Regions from separate parts of the Mus musculus genome. Here region 1 is linked to region 2. Evidence: chromatin contacts called from public HiChIP or PLAC-seq data. All regions are on one chromosome and are shown on one strand. The core of a region is the stretch at or near the end of the contact, and the rest is flanking DNA. Distances in the headings are between cores, read along the strand shown. Region 1 overlaps Stat4 (signal transducer and activator of transcription 4). Region 2 holds the start of Stat4 (signal transducer and activator of transcription 4).

Region 1 (7,624 bases), core at 1,524-4,023, 50 kb after region 2:
TTATGTTACTTCAGGAGGATTTAAATAAAGAGGCATCTGCAAAATTTAAGATGATATACAATTTTTAATTTTGCTTTCAACTAGTATAGTCACTTGTAGGCTCACTCTGGGTGTCTGCAAATTCAGTGGGTTGCATTACAAGGAACACTGAACTTAAGTAATTTCCTGCTTTTATGACTGGAAAAGCAAGCAGAGTCTTTAGTTAGAAGACCTGTCATTAAGGCTGCCTTCTTGGAATCTTTTGACATGGAGTAGGATCAGGACAGGGCTTTGCATTGTCGACCTTCCTCAGTAGATCATGCAAGGGCACCCAGGGCCACTTAGCGTGCTGAATTGCTTTTACCAACAAGCAGAACTTCAGAAGCTGTTAGACCTCTAAGTGACTCAGCCAAAACCACTTACTTCAAAATCAAATATTTTTTTGTGTTTTTTTTTGTTCCACACCCATCTACAGGTTCATAAACAATGACTAAATAATGCTCTTTTAAGGTAGTAGTGATTTGAGAAGTCTATAGTAGTAGAATGAAAAGCACCTAAGTTTGCAGTGTTGTTTTTCTTCGTTTTCTAGATCTCTGACTCCTCACACATGATAGAACATCCACAGATGACATAATACCCATGCTTATGATGCATATCTTGCCAGATCGACCTGGGATTACAGCTGCCTGTAAAGTACCCTGTATACAGTCGATACTCACTAAATGTAGGGACTATTTTTGTGTGTGTGTCCAAATGTGAACGATAAGGTTAACATCTATCTTTCATCTCTTCCTACCATTTAAAATTAAACAGTTCCTCTATTGCAAGCTGTGAATTCCCTGTGGGCACAGAATTTGAGTCAGCAGAGTGGTCTCCAGCTTCTCTTTTGATTTGACTGACAATTTTCAAGATCAAAATTCATTTTTTTTTTTTACAAAAGCCTACAGAAATCAAAGTGAACTATCTGCCATGGTGTATATATATAATGTATATGTACATATATGTGTGTGTGCATGCATGTATATACTTTATCGCTTTTATTTAGTTTCAATCATAAAACCAACACATGCTTAACTATGTAAAAGACATTCTGGTAGCAAAGAATTGAAGTAAGAGTGAAAATATCCATCTTGAGTCTGTTGTCAAAGGTCATTGTAGATGAGGGCTTGTCACTTGCTTTTCTGACCTTTCTGTGCCGGGAAAATGTCGTCCTTAATGACATCTACAAAGCTGAGAGCTAATTATCTTATTCAGAGTCGCTTTTGGTGCTGTTCTTGTGAGTCCTCAAGATGCCAGGAAAGTTCCACTGTTCTTTATTCAAACGGCACAGTCTCAAGTTGTCTGAAGCTTCTTTTATGTTGGTAGTTTCATATTTTATATTTAAGTGTTTATATACTTGACTGAGCACAAACCATATTTCATTGGCTACATAATCAGTTTTGATCATTTCTGTTAAATTAAGAATACTTTTTTTTTGCTTTTGCTTTTTTTGTTGCTGATTTATGTATATGAGGTCCAAAACTCCTAACCTAACCTTGAAGCAACATAGAAACTCTGTTATTTAGAGTGCTTTACAAGTTACAAAGATCATTCCCAATTGTCTGGCATGTTCCTCACAATGACTACACAAGTATTATTCTCTCAACTAATAAGGCAATTGAAGAAATGAAGATTAACAAAAAAGTCACGAAGTTAACATCTGAGGCACAAAATCAAGTCTCGTGGCTGTGCAGAACTGGACAAAGTAATAGTTTCAAGTGGATTGTCTTCAATGGTACCTTGGTTCCTTGTTTCATTCTGGTGACTAAGTCCCTGAAAAAGCCACTTGAGACAGAGAGGTTATTTTAGTTCCCAGCTTGGCGTGGCAGGCAGCTGGCCATGCTATATTTGCAGCTGGAAAGCAGGCAGAGGGAGACACGGTGCTTGGTGCCCCCTCCCCTCTGTTACACAGCCCAGGACCCCAGCACATGGGGCAGCAGCACTCACACTCATGGCGTGTCTTCCTTCCCAGTCAACCTAACCTAGAAACACCCTCACAGATGCACCCAGATTTATGTCTCCTAGTGATTCTATAATAAGTATGTCAAGTTGACAATCAACAATAACGGATCAAAACAAATGTAGAACATTGTGCCCAGAATGTACTCTGAACTTAAAGAAGACATAGTTAGTACCTTTAAAAAGCATTTTCTTCAAAAAATATACAATAAACACACACACACATACACACACACACTTGCAGTTGAGGTTCAGTTAGTTAAAGTATGTTGGTATTGGCATGAATGCAAGACATTAAAAATGTATTCATTTTGGAAGCTGCGTGTACTCACAATAGCTTTGACTTCCAACACATGAAAGGCAGAGGCAGGTGGAATCTTTATGAGTTTGCGTCTAGCCTGGTCTAATAGTGAATCTCAGGACAGCCAAGGTACCTAATGAGACTGTCTGAAAGCAAAACAAAACACAAAACAAGAGCCTTTGAGAACCTACACCTCTCCCTTCTGTTTTCAAAGCCAGCTTTGTGCTGGGCATGAAACCATCAGCCTGAATCCCTAGTATCCCAGAGATAGAGAAGCCAGAGGGTCTAGAGCTGCAGACCATCCACAGATGCACAGTGCACGCAAGACCATCCTATGCTCTGTCCAGACTGAAGAACCCCAGACAGACAGGCAAACAGATAAGCAAACTCTGGTCTAATTTAACCTGGGGAACCTCTTCCTTCTACTTCACTCATTTCTAGCAAAAGGACAGCTTATAATGAGGTCTGGGTAAGAAATGTCACGTCAGTAAAACAAGTTTTAAGGAAGTCTTGCATTTCCTCAAGAACTGAGAGGAAAGTACAGAGTTCTCACATACATCCACAGCCCCCCACCTTCTCTCCTACCAGACAGACTCTTAAGTAGTGTATTAACATGGTACATTTATCACAACTGATGAACCAATAGAGTATTGTTAACTAAGATCTCTAACTTATATTAGAGTTCTACAGGTCTATGGAACGATGTCATGTTGGCACCGTAACATTACACAAGACAGTTTCATGGCTCCCCCATATCTGCTGTGTTCCTCCTCTTCAAACCCCTGACAACCACTGACTCTTTTACTGACCTTCCTGCTGTGTGTAGTGTGTGGTATGTGTGGGGGCACTTGTGTATATGTGTTCATGTGGGTGCACATGAAAGGAAAGGTCAGAGGTCAATACTGGGTGTCTTCCTCAGTTGTTCGCCACCTATTTTTTTTCTTTCTTTTTTTTTTTAAAGGCAGAGCTTTCTCTGAACTTGGAGTTTTCCAGTCATTGAGGCTGGCAGGCCAGTGAGCAACAGGACCCACCTATCTGCCCCACAGTGCAGGCATTACAAATGCATTCCACCATGCCAAGCATTTCCAATGGCACTGGACTCAAGCTCATGGACTAAACTGAGCAACCTGCCTAGATCCTTGCCCCCTAGTTCTAGTTTTCTTGAAATTATAAAACTGGAATATATTATATATACCCTTACAGGCTGACGTATTTCTTAGCAGTGTGTAAGTTTATTTTGTCTTCATAGTTTGATAACTCATTTCTTAATACTAAATAATATTGCCTTGTCTGAAGGCACAGTAGTTTACTTGACCAATTCTCCACCGGAGGGGCGTGTTTGTGGCTTCTAAATATTAGCAAATATTAATAGAGCTATTATAAACTTCTAATGTATAGATTGTACTTATATGTAAATAAGATTCCAGCTTCTTTAGGTAAATACTAAAGGGAGTGATTGATGGATCCCATGACAAGAGTGTTTATTTTTATAAGAAATTATCAAACTGTCTTCCCAAATCCCTGGGTGTTTTGCACACCCACCAGCAGTGACCGAGAACCCTCCTTCTTAATCAGAATGCATCTTATTTTGACACCTCTTAATTGCTGTTACCATGTGGCTGTCCCTATGTCATTTTCATTACGTGTGATGTGAAATCAGGTCATAGCTATTCATGTGGTTGTCACTTCACTTGAATTATACACTCTATTGCAATAACACGTTGTTTAATTGCTGTTTAAAATGTCATTAAAATACAACACTACAATTTATAGTACAAATAGTTATGTATACAGAATGAATCAAGAACGCATTTGTCTAATACACACTCGTTACTGGTTAAATGATCTACTTTTGTATTTTCTGGGAAAGCCACAATATGTGCTTTACAGGGTGTGTGAAAGGAAGTTAGAATTGTACTAAATGAATCCTGCCCTGCACAGCATTACCATTAAAATATACATCTCTGTATCAAAAAAGTCCTGCTGTCTTAGCAGAATATACTTCACTTCCATTACAATGCTACAGCAGAAAAGTGAAAATATGTGTTTAACCAAATAGGTCATGCTAGAAGGTGGGAGACTGATTTGCAAGACATAACATCGTTTGCACTTCTGGGGATCTGAATAATAGAAAAAGAAAGAAAATCCTTAAAGAGTGTAAGCATCAGATTCTAAAAAGCAGCTTATCACAGTCTCCTTGTATTGGTTGATTAATACAGTTGCTCTATATTTAATTTAAAACTGTACAACCATATGTAAGAACAACAGGGATGGAGAGATGGCTAAAAGGTTAAGACCATTTGCTGCTCTTGCAGAGAACCCAGGTTGAATTCCTAGTATCCACCCACATGGTGGCTCACAGCAATCTGCAATTCCAGTTTCAGGGATCTGATGCTTTCTTCTGACTTCTGCTGTCACTGGGCATGCACAAGGTACACAAATGTACATTCAGGTGAAACATTCACACACATAAACAATAAAACATCCTTGGTGGTATCATTGAAAGTAGACCACAGTAGTAGATGCACCCATCTAGTAGTAGAGGACACCTGTCTGAGCACTTAAGTAGTAACTGCCCTAGCTGTGTAGTGATGTGATTGCTAATCATGACAGTATGACTAGACCACCATACACACTCTTAGTCAACAAACCAGTTGGCCATTCCAGAAAGGATGTGAAGGCCAGTTCATGTCTGAGGACCTGCTACTGAGAACTTCTGGTAAAAGTTCCAGTATGAAGCCTTACAGAAAGAAGAGAGTAGCTGTGCTCTTGAGAGATTCATCACTGACATCCCCACAGCCCACAGGACGATGATTTATAGAAACACGTCAGACCACAAATCTGAGTATAAATGAGATTCAAAAAAGTTAATCCTAAATAAGCAAAGAAGTTTTAGGATTGTGTTAACCATATTTATTATGTATTTTCCCTTTTATATATGTATAATACTGGTACTCAGTTATCTTATCCATTTTAAAATAGAGGTCTTGAAATAAGATAAAACTAAGAAGCATTATACCAGAGTTAATCATCTTTCTTTAGGGTGAAAATTGTCATTGGAGGTAAAGTTCAGCTCATAGCCATGAGGGGCCTTAATTTCAAGAAATACATATCTTAATATTTCTATCAGAAACAGAACAACTTACAAAGTAGCTTTTGAAATAATTCTTCCACTGACTTATAAAATCAATAATTCAAACAAATCAGCAAGAAGACAGAAATTTATACAAAATAACACCTGACATAATAAATTAGAATAAATTACTTGTACCAACAACTTCAGAGTGCTCACTCCCTGCAAGTTAGCATGAATTTTTTATGAGTTATCTATACGCTGGGCCACAAAGCAAATATCAACAAACTTAGTGACTTTCATCATTGGAAGTCTCTTTGCGATCAAAATTAAACTATACTAGAAGTCATTTGTAAAGGAACATTAGAAGAAAATGACCTGCTTGGAAATTTCCACTACAATTACCAACATAGATGGAACTGAAATGACCAAAGGGGGCATTCTACAAATGCTGTGTAAAGTCTGATTCATTGATATAGAAAATCTAGAAGAGTCTACATGTGAAATTTTAGAATTATAAAAAAATACATTATTAGACTCAGTAACTTTGTTAGACTCAAAATCAATACGTAAATTTAATTATATTGCCATATCTAGGCCCTGAGAGGAAGATATCAGTTATTTTCATATCAAAACAATACCAAGTAACCAGAAGCAGCCCTAGCAAAGGATGTTTCAGATCTCTCATGGAAAATTAAAACTGTTTAGTAGAGAGACATTTTAACAAGCATGAGAAAGACTGGATTAGAACAAAACTATATGCATGCCAAATCTCCTTTAATTTTTCTAAAGATCCAGTGATATTGAAGCTGTCAATGAAGAGACAGAGACAGAGACAGGGAGAGGGAGAGGAAGAGGGAGATAAAGACAGACAGACAATGACAGAGACAGAGAAAAAGAACTATAGAGGGAGAGACACACACAGGCAGAGAGAGAGAGAGAGAGAGAGAGAGAGAGAGAGACAGAGACAGAGACAGAGACAGACAAGAGACAGAGACAGAGAGAGAAGGAGAGAGGAAAGAGAGACACACAGAGAGACACAGAGAGAAAGGGAGACAGAGTGTAGGGGAATATTATTATTCTGATTCTGAAATTTGCATGGAAATGCACAGAACCCTATTCTGCTTGCAATTAAGGTTTACCATAAAGTTCCAATAGTCCCACTGATGACACAAAGATGAGACAGATCTCTAAGAGAACTGAGCAGAGAAAGAAACCTCTCATGTTGGTGGGAACACAGGTTTTATGGCAGAACTGGGCCAACATTGCAAATCAGAGTTCTCAATGAATGTTGTTGGAACTGCGCACCCAAGGGGGTAGGGAGAAAGGTTCCTCACTTACTCCAAATGAACTGAAATTAACAGCAACACTAGTTTATCAGGGTTACAAGTATTCTTACTCTTAATATCCAAAGTTACCCTCATTTTACCAATAGAAGCCCTGACTAGTGTACACCATGATAAATTTGTAGCAGTAGCCACAGCCATAAACAACTTTTACAACTCACAATCCCAATGTTCTTCTAGACTCAAAAAGGCATAGAAAACAATCCCCATGACAGAAACTTAGTGAACGGTTTATTAAGCACACCATTAAAAATACTAATCGCTGGGGAAAATACCAATAAATCTGACTTTGTTGCAACTAAAATCGCTTGTTGATTGACACTAGGACAGTGAAAGGGCACCACAAAGAGCAGGGGCCTTTGTAAGATGTCGGAGGGCCACTGCAGAGAGCAGGGACCTTTATAAAACCTTGGTATAGTAAGCAGAAGAATTCCACACACATCAGGGTTCATTTTATTGCTGTTCCGTGAGCTATGTACATGGTCACTACTCACAGGTGAGCCTGAACACATTTTTAATACTTAGGAAAGTGAAATAGTAATTTGGCACTGAATAAACGGTTGTTTTTCACAAGACATTTTGTCTCAAATATTAAAGTGAGGCATTACATTAGAGGGTGTTAAAGAAGAAAATGAACATGTATTAGTTAATGAAAAAAGTTTTGATGTCTGGCCCTTAAAGGAGAGGAGCGTGTGATTTAATCTCACAGATCTGGAGGAAAGCAGAGGCAAAGCAAGGGGAAGGAAGTTGAGCGTTGACAGGAAAATGACGATCACAGCCATGTTGTGAGCAGCACCCGGATCGGAGACGACATCAGTGTGTCTGCAGCATTAGAGGAACCCTTCATCCCAGAAGGACAAATTCACAGTTTATATTAATAACACAGTTTGCAAATTATCCCTAAAAGAAACCCTTTTTAGCAAGGAA
Region 2 (7,287 bases), core at 3,232-5,731:
TCCATGGTTTCTTATTCATTCCTGCCTCCAGGTTCCTGCCCTGACTTCCTTTCATGATGGGCTGTGATTTGGAACAGTGAGCTGAAATAGACCCTTTCCTCCCCAAGTTGCTTTTTGGTCATGGGTGTTTTATCACCATAATAGAAACTTTTTTTGTTTTGTTTTGTTTTGTTTTGTTTTTTGTTTTTTTGAGACAGGGTTTCTCTGTGTAGTCCTGGCTGTCCTGGAACTCACTCTGTAGACCAGGCTGGCCTCGAACTCAGAAATCTGCCAGCCTCTGCCTCCCAAGTGCTGGAATTAAAGGCGAGTGCCACCACTGCCCGGCAGAAACTCTTACTAAGATGGGTAAAGTCTATTTCCAACTAATTGTGAGTGTTGAGAACTGGGCACAACAGTGTAGTGTTATGAGGATTAGGCAAACAACGCAGATGGAGTTCTTAGCACCATGTCTGTCTGATAGAGTTCCAGCCAATGGTATTGTCATTTGAAAGAATCTGGTCGTTTGCACATTGCAATGCTTGGACACGTCGGTAGAGGGAGCACAGTCATAGGGGACTGAGTTTTGAGAAATCTTGGCTGTTAAACCCTTTTTATAAGACTCTCTTTCTCACGAAGCTTTAGTCACTGAATACAGTGACGTGGGAAGAGCAGCATCAAACTATCTTGTCCCGGAAATGTTTACAGGACCATTACCTGGTACTGGCACTCACTCCCGAGGAATGGATATGGTTTTATGTATATGCATGTCTGTTTGTCCATCATCCAAGTCTAACTCAAGAAATGCCACAGAGGAAGAAGAGAGATAAGGTTCTACCAAAGATGAGAACCAATACATGCTTACTTAAATTGTTTTTTACAAGAAATGTCAGGAGATGGCGCTGACTTGCTTCTCTTTCTGGCACCCCCACCCCCACCCAATCCTTGGTAGAATAGAAAAGTGCAGTCAGGTGAATGGATGCGGAATCCACTCTGCCTCTCGCTTGCAATATCTATGATGCTTCCTGATGCAACGGACCTCTCTTTGGCCACCTATAAAATAAGGGAGAAGAGAAAGGTCGAAAACCAACCTTTGACCTCCAAAGTTCCCTAGAACTTGACAAATTACTGTTACCAACAGCCAGTATTTACTCCCCTATCTGGTTGCCTACATCGTATCTCTGACTTCACAGCCACTTTACGTGGCATCTATATTCCCATTTCTGCAGAAGGGGATTTGGCACTCAGACAGTTCAGGTAGGTTGCATTACCAGAGCCTGGCACAGCAGAGACTGAATCAAATGCTAATAGAGCACCCAGCCTAAGCTTTATAATCCAGCAACGGGGAACGTGTTTGGGGAAGAGATGGGGAGCCTGTGGGGGTTTTTCAGTTTGAGATTCTTCATAGGAAATTCATTTTATAACTTAGTTTGCTCGTTTTCCTTGGATATTTTGCTTCGTTTAGCTCTAAAGTGAGCCGGGGCAACGAAGGGACTCGCGTAGTTAGATTTGATTCAGAAAGAGGCACAGTGGCATTAGTGTACCTTCTGAGATGCCTCCATAAAATAGACCAGAGGATGAAGGCAGATACCTCTTTCAACCAGTCAATCAAGAAGCAGGTATTCCTTTAACAGAGACTCCCTCAGGAATCCCCCTTAAGTGACTGCAGTAGATAGGGGATGTTCCATATAGTGTGTGTTGTCAGTCATCTGCAGATCTCCACATGACCTCCAATATATCTTGAGGGGGTATGAGAGGTTAATCTATTTTTATAATAATGTTTTGCTTTTCAGTAGGCTGATATTTGCACTTGCTATCAAAGAAATGTTGAGCAAAACTATTGATGCTTTACTACGAGCAAAGGAGGCAGTGCCAAATGATATTAAGCTTTACTAAGTCTCAGACCTTCAAGGTACAACTTTTTAGTATGTATGGCAAAGTAGGACATTATATTTGAAGGCATACCTGGGCCTCTCAAGGAATAGCACTTGTTCAGTTGTCTGAGTGACCAAAGTGAGCCTGCCACTGCAGGAAAGCTGGCAAAACCCAAAACAGGGAAACTCTTACTCGCCATCATGAGCTGCACAGCTTCCCAGCATGTGAGAGGTCCATGGAGACATTACCACATGTTGATTTCTTCCATTGTAGATGAACTGTACCAGCATTCAGAGTGTCTGCATAATTCTGTGCACAAACGATTTCCAAATGACTACAAAACCACACGTGGATAATAGTTCCACTCAAAATGCAAGATGCAAAGGGCTGGGGTAAACCCAGTGGCAGAGTTCCTGCCTAGCATGCCCAAGGCCCCTGGTTTGGTCCCTAACCCAACAGGGAAAAGCCATACAAAGCAAGAGGCAGTCAGACTAATGGGTTTGCTGAAACTATATATATACATATATATATATATATATATATATATATATATATATATATATATATATATACACACATATATATGTGTGTGTGTGTGTGTGTGTGTGCATGTGTGTGTGTGTGTGTATGAAGGGTTTGATGTGGTCTCAGGTTCTACAATGCAGTTGGTTCCCAAGGAACCAGCACTTACTGAGTGTGTGGTTTCAAACAATAACTTTGGCAGCCAAAAGACTATCATGATGACTGTTTTCCATTTCTATTCTAAGTGATGTCAGTCTGGATTTTCTTCAAATATCTCAAGCAAAATAATGTTATACAACATATTAAATGCTGGAGCAGCTATGAGGATCCAGCTGTGTTCTCAAAACAGACATTAGAGAGACTTAGAGTGTAACTCAGGTCTAGAGAGGTAGTGTAGGCCTGTAATCCCAGCAGAAGGATCAGGAGTTCAAGGTCATATTATACAGTGAGTTTGAGGCTAGCCTGGGCTACTTGAGACTCTGTCTCAAAACAAACCCTAAAGCCACTTTTCTCACTCTACTTTTTTGCTGGAAGACATTTTTGTTGTTTACAAAGCATGTTCATTCTAACATATAATGGGCATATTATTGGAAGCATGAATAGCTTATCTCAGATCTGAATTTTCATAGAGTGAATAGCTGCAAAACTATAATACACAAATATGGGGGTCCTCAACAAGTTTTAAAAAGCAGAGATCTAGAAGTGTCTCAAAGAGAAAGAGAGCATACCCATTTTTGTACATGTACCTGAACAGTTAAATGTAGCGATAAAGACACAAAAAGCCAATGTGATTAACACTCTAAGGCAGGAAGTAAAAGTGGCGAGTAGTGGTCTCCACCTAAGCTGTCCAGAATGGCAGCCACCAGGGCTTTAGACACTGGAAAGAAATCCACTTACACTGCAGAATCTAGGTGTTCAATAGGAAGGAATACAAAGGATCTTAGGTAGCAATTTAAATGTTTTATTATAATTTAATGTTTTATTATAATTTAAATGAAGTATTATTATTTTGTAGATATTAGGTTACTTGTGCTGATTTCACCCATTTTTTTTTTCCACTTTAAATGTGTCTGGGACTAGGGAGATGGTGCAGTGAGTCAAGCACTTACACTCGGGTAAGAGGACATGAATGTGGATCTCCATGATTCATGTAAAGCCAGCTGTGATGGTGCCATGGCAAGATGGGAGACACGGGAACCCCCAGAAGCTTCCAGGCAGTCCAGGCTGGCTAACTCAGTGTCAACAGGAGACCATGTCTCAAACAGGGTTGGAGGCAGGGGCAACACTGGATATTGTTCTCTGATCTCTACTTGGGATCTATGGCATGCCAGCACTCACACATGCTCTGAACATATGCCTATATCCACACACAAATCGAAAGGGAGGGGGGAGAGACAGAGATTAAGAACATGAGGGGGATCAGAAAATGCAAGGAGTGTGTTCTGTTTCTCCCAGACAGCTGGTCAAGAAGAGTAAAGAAATTCAGCGTAAACAAACAAACAAAAACCTACTGTGGGTTTGGGGGCATTGTTACATCTTCACAAAGTCTAGGATTTCACTGTGTGTGGGGTGGCATGGGGGGGGTACCTGGTGAGAAGATGCAGTGGGGGGAACATCAGGAGTGAAAAATGACAGTGCCCAGACTTGTCTGAGTCACAGCCTCAGCTCCTGAGAGGGAGAAAAGTTTCCTGGGTAGGGTGTGAATGGCTTAGTTGTCACTTGGGAGAGAAGAATCCAGGTGGCACACCTGTGTGATGGCTGGTCATTGATATGATACAGGCTTTTGCCTAGGTATACTACCCTAGACACATGTGTATCCAGTCTGCCCATTGCTTTCCACCAGTCTGATTTATTTTGCTGAACTCTGGTAGAATTTTTTTCCTGTTCAAGGCATTAATATCTAAAGGAATCCGCTGGAAGTCAGTGATCCCTGAGAGATGACTGTCTATCTTAGTCCAGTGGCTATGTCTCTGAGTAACTTTGTTCACCTGCCTGGTCCTCAATGTCTTCAGAAAGTGAAATTTAGAACGGAAAGGAACCGAGGTTCCACCCAGCTCTGTGATTCTAGAACAGACCCATGTCATAAAGAGGGGAGCACACAGACTACAGGTACCAAGACAAGGTGGAAGCTGGCCAGAGAGGGCATACACCGAGAACTTTTACACGAGTTGCCACAAACCTGTGTAAGCCTGTCTTCTCACAAGACAGCAGACCCTGCTGTTGGTTGGTGTGTTGATGCTGGCTCCCTAGAAAGGATGGAGTTATGTCTAGGAAAACAGGAATCCCAGTCCTTCAGTGTGTACCTCTTACTCTACACACCTTGGGACAATTTGCATTTGTAAGAGTGGCTACTAGGGATGGGGCGGTGCTCTGCCAAGGGGGCTTCAGCCTGACTTTGTAAAGCGTTTCTAGAATAGAGTGGATAGGAACTGCCTAAAGTCCCAGGGACTCAAACACTGACGCACAGGAAAGCCTCAAGTGGGTGGAGAAATGCAAATCCCCTAGAGGAATGGCGTCAGCGGCTGTGGACCCTGAAGGCCGATTCTGACTTTGGACTTGTGCAGTGCCACTACCTGGACGGAGAGAGAGAGAGCCAGGTAAGCCAGGCAGCCCGCATCTGCGTGTGGCCTCTCCACAATAGGAAACATCTAGGCAGGATTCTTGGGGCGTCTTTCTACAATTGGTATTAACACGACTGGGGAGGAAGGGATGCCTATAAAAAGAAGGGTCCTACTCATTACACTCAGATCACTCAGAAAAAAAGTCTTCCAAAGACTTAAATGGAGATCTGGCTCCGGATCTTTACTGAAGGAGGGAGAAGTCGAGGCATCTCCGTGAAGCGGAGGGGTGGGTTGGGGGCTGTGCTGCTGCGGAGGTGTGTCAGCTAAGGGCTGGAAGACAGCCCTAATTTTCTTTAGCCAACGGAGGGCTGTGATATCTGACCCGAGATTGGCACATCTGGGTTTCAGGGAAACACCATCCCGCTAGGGTAGCCGGTGATTGTGGCTTTGAGAAGTGTGAGTGATGCTTAAAGTAGGTCGTCCCTTTGCAAAGAGGTCAAAGAGTCAACAGCACTGCTAGCACCCGGGAAATGGGCCTGAATGCAGGAATACCAGGAGGGAGCCGGCAGGCATCCAGGTTTTAGATGGAAAGTACTTGTCCTGAGACAGGACAATGAGCCCCTAGAGAGTGAAAACAAAGACACCCGCTGGAGGTCTGAACACCAAACAACAGCGACAACACCAGAACAAACCACCACCCCCCCCACCCCCAAAAAAAAACCCAACAAAAAACCTCGCTTTAATTTCTTAAAGTTTTAGAAAAGTAATTTTAAAAGGAACTTATCAAATCCACTCTCATTCGCTACCCTCCAGATCTTCTCCTTTTCTCCCTAGGGTATTTATTCCCTCTCAACTTTATGTGCTGGTTTGCTTGTTTGTTTATTTGTTTGGTTGGTTGATTCACGTAGTGATGCCTGCATGTGCATGGATGATGATGTGGGATTGGACGCAGACCCTGAACCATCAATTGCCAATAACTCCTCAGCCAGGGGTGGGACTTCCTGAGCTCCAAACGAGGTCTGAAGGTTTTCCTCTTTAGGGTACGCCAGGGAGAAAAGGGTCCTTCTGCACCTTGCTTCAGCCTTGGTTTGCAAGAGTGACTTATCTGAGTGATTTGACTGTAAGATAATAAAATTACCCTGCATTCAAATAACAAAATAGAAACAACAGAAACAGTGAAAGCGGCGACCCTGTCTTCAGCTCCTGACCTCCTGATGCCACTGGTAGAAGAGAATGCTCCAGTTCTGTTCCCAGACCTGGGAAGTTTGTCAGAGCTGCACGTTGTGGGCAGGATTCTCAATCCCTCTTTGGCGCTTGATTGTTTGTAAAGCCCAAGGTGCTTGCTATTCTCCCACCTATTCAGGGGCCCATCAGGAGGCCCAAATAAGCTTTCTTAAATTATTTACTTTACTAAGCACTCACAACATACCTGCAATGGCCAGCCATGAGGGCTCATAAACATAAAGTCATATACAAGTTCAAGATAGCTTCTCTCCCTATCTACATTTTTCTGAGAGAAGCACAACTTTTATTATTTTATTTATTGATTGACTTATATTTATACATTAGTATAGTTTATAACATTTAGTTATAAAGTTAGCTCAAGGAAAAGGTGTTTGAAAATGTTCCCACTGGCCGGGCGTGGTGGCGCACGTCTTTAATCCCAGCAATCGGGAGGCAGAGGCAGGCGGATTTCTGAGTTCGAGGCCAGCCTGGTCTACAAAGTGAGTTCCAGGACAGCCAGGGTTACAAGGAGAAACCTTGTCTCGAAAACCCAAAAAAAAAAAAAAAAAAAAAAGTTCCCACTGAAATCTGAAGACTCAATTTGTTCTATAAGCAAAGAGAAACGTCATACCTCCAAGATGTATTGAAATATTGGGGTGAAAGTTTTGCCCTTGACTTACTATTACTAATCAAGAAATCTGCATTCCAAAAGAGCAAAGGCAATAACTTAGTAACGTCAGGGGAATTAAGTCATACTGATTTTTCTATGCTAGAACGTACATCTACAGCCTCTGTGCTGGACAGAGTGGGAACATATAGGTTACACTAAAGGAGCACACTGCTCTGTGTTTACATTATAAAAATGGGATAGTTTATTCTACTTTAGTTAATTTGAGGGCTCAATCACTGTTAGATACAAGGTGACGTTGTATCTAAAAAAAGCTCTGCCCAACCGTAGCTCACTAGAGAACAATAAAAATGGATGCTGGCTTAGAAATAATTTTGCACTGGTATGACTCAAACGCGGGAGTGCACGCATGCAGTTCTTCAGGAAGCTGCCACAGAATGGAACTCTAGTCAGGCTAAAGCTCACTGTAGAGTCCCAACAAATATGAAATAAAAAAAAAAA

The links. HiChIP or PLAC-seq counts read pairs in DNA pulled down with a chosen protein or histone mark.
Region 1: a contact with region 2 is called in an H3K27ac HiChIP or PLAC-seq map of the HPC-7 cell line, with 6 times the contacts expected there. The contact joins the enhancer-like site here to the promoter of Stat4 in region 2. A contact is called at or near these places in 1 of 39 promoter capture datasets (macrophages), 11 of 484 Hi-C or Micro-C datasets (CD4 T cells, CD8 T cells, the CH12 cell line and 6 more) and 8 of 115 datasets of contacts at active chromatin or transcription factors (CD8 T cells, the HPC-7 cell line, Th17 cells and 4 more).

The regions. Positions count from the first base shown.
Region 1 is chr1:52,055,563-52,063,186 of GRCm38.p6, forward strand. All of the region lies in intron 3 of Stat4 (signal transducer and activator of transcription 4), which reads left to right. Among named protein-coding and RNA genes, the nearest start is that of Stat4, 51 kb to the left of the region's middle. Within about 2 kb of position 2,774, at least 5 of the 459 cell types and tissues checked have an H3K27ac peak or open chromatin away from gene starts, as enhancers often do. A contact at or near this core is called in the HPC-7 cell line and bone marrow-derived dendritic cells, where this site is marked.
Region 2 is chr1:52,003,759-52,011,045 of GRCm38.p6, forward strand. It overlaps Stat4 (signal transducer and activator of transcription 4), which reads left to right and starts at 4,482. Exons shown (of 24, transcript NM_011487.5): 1 at 4,482-4,970.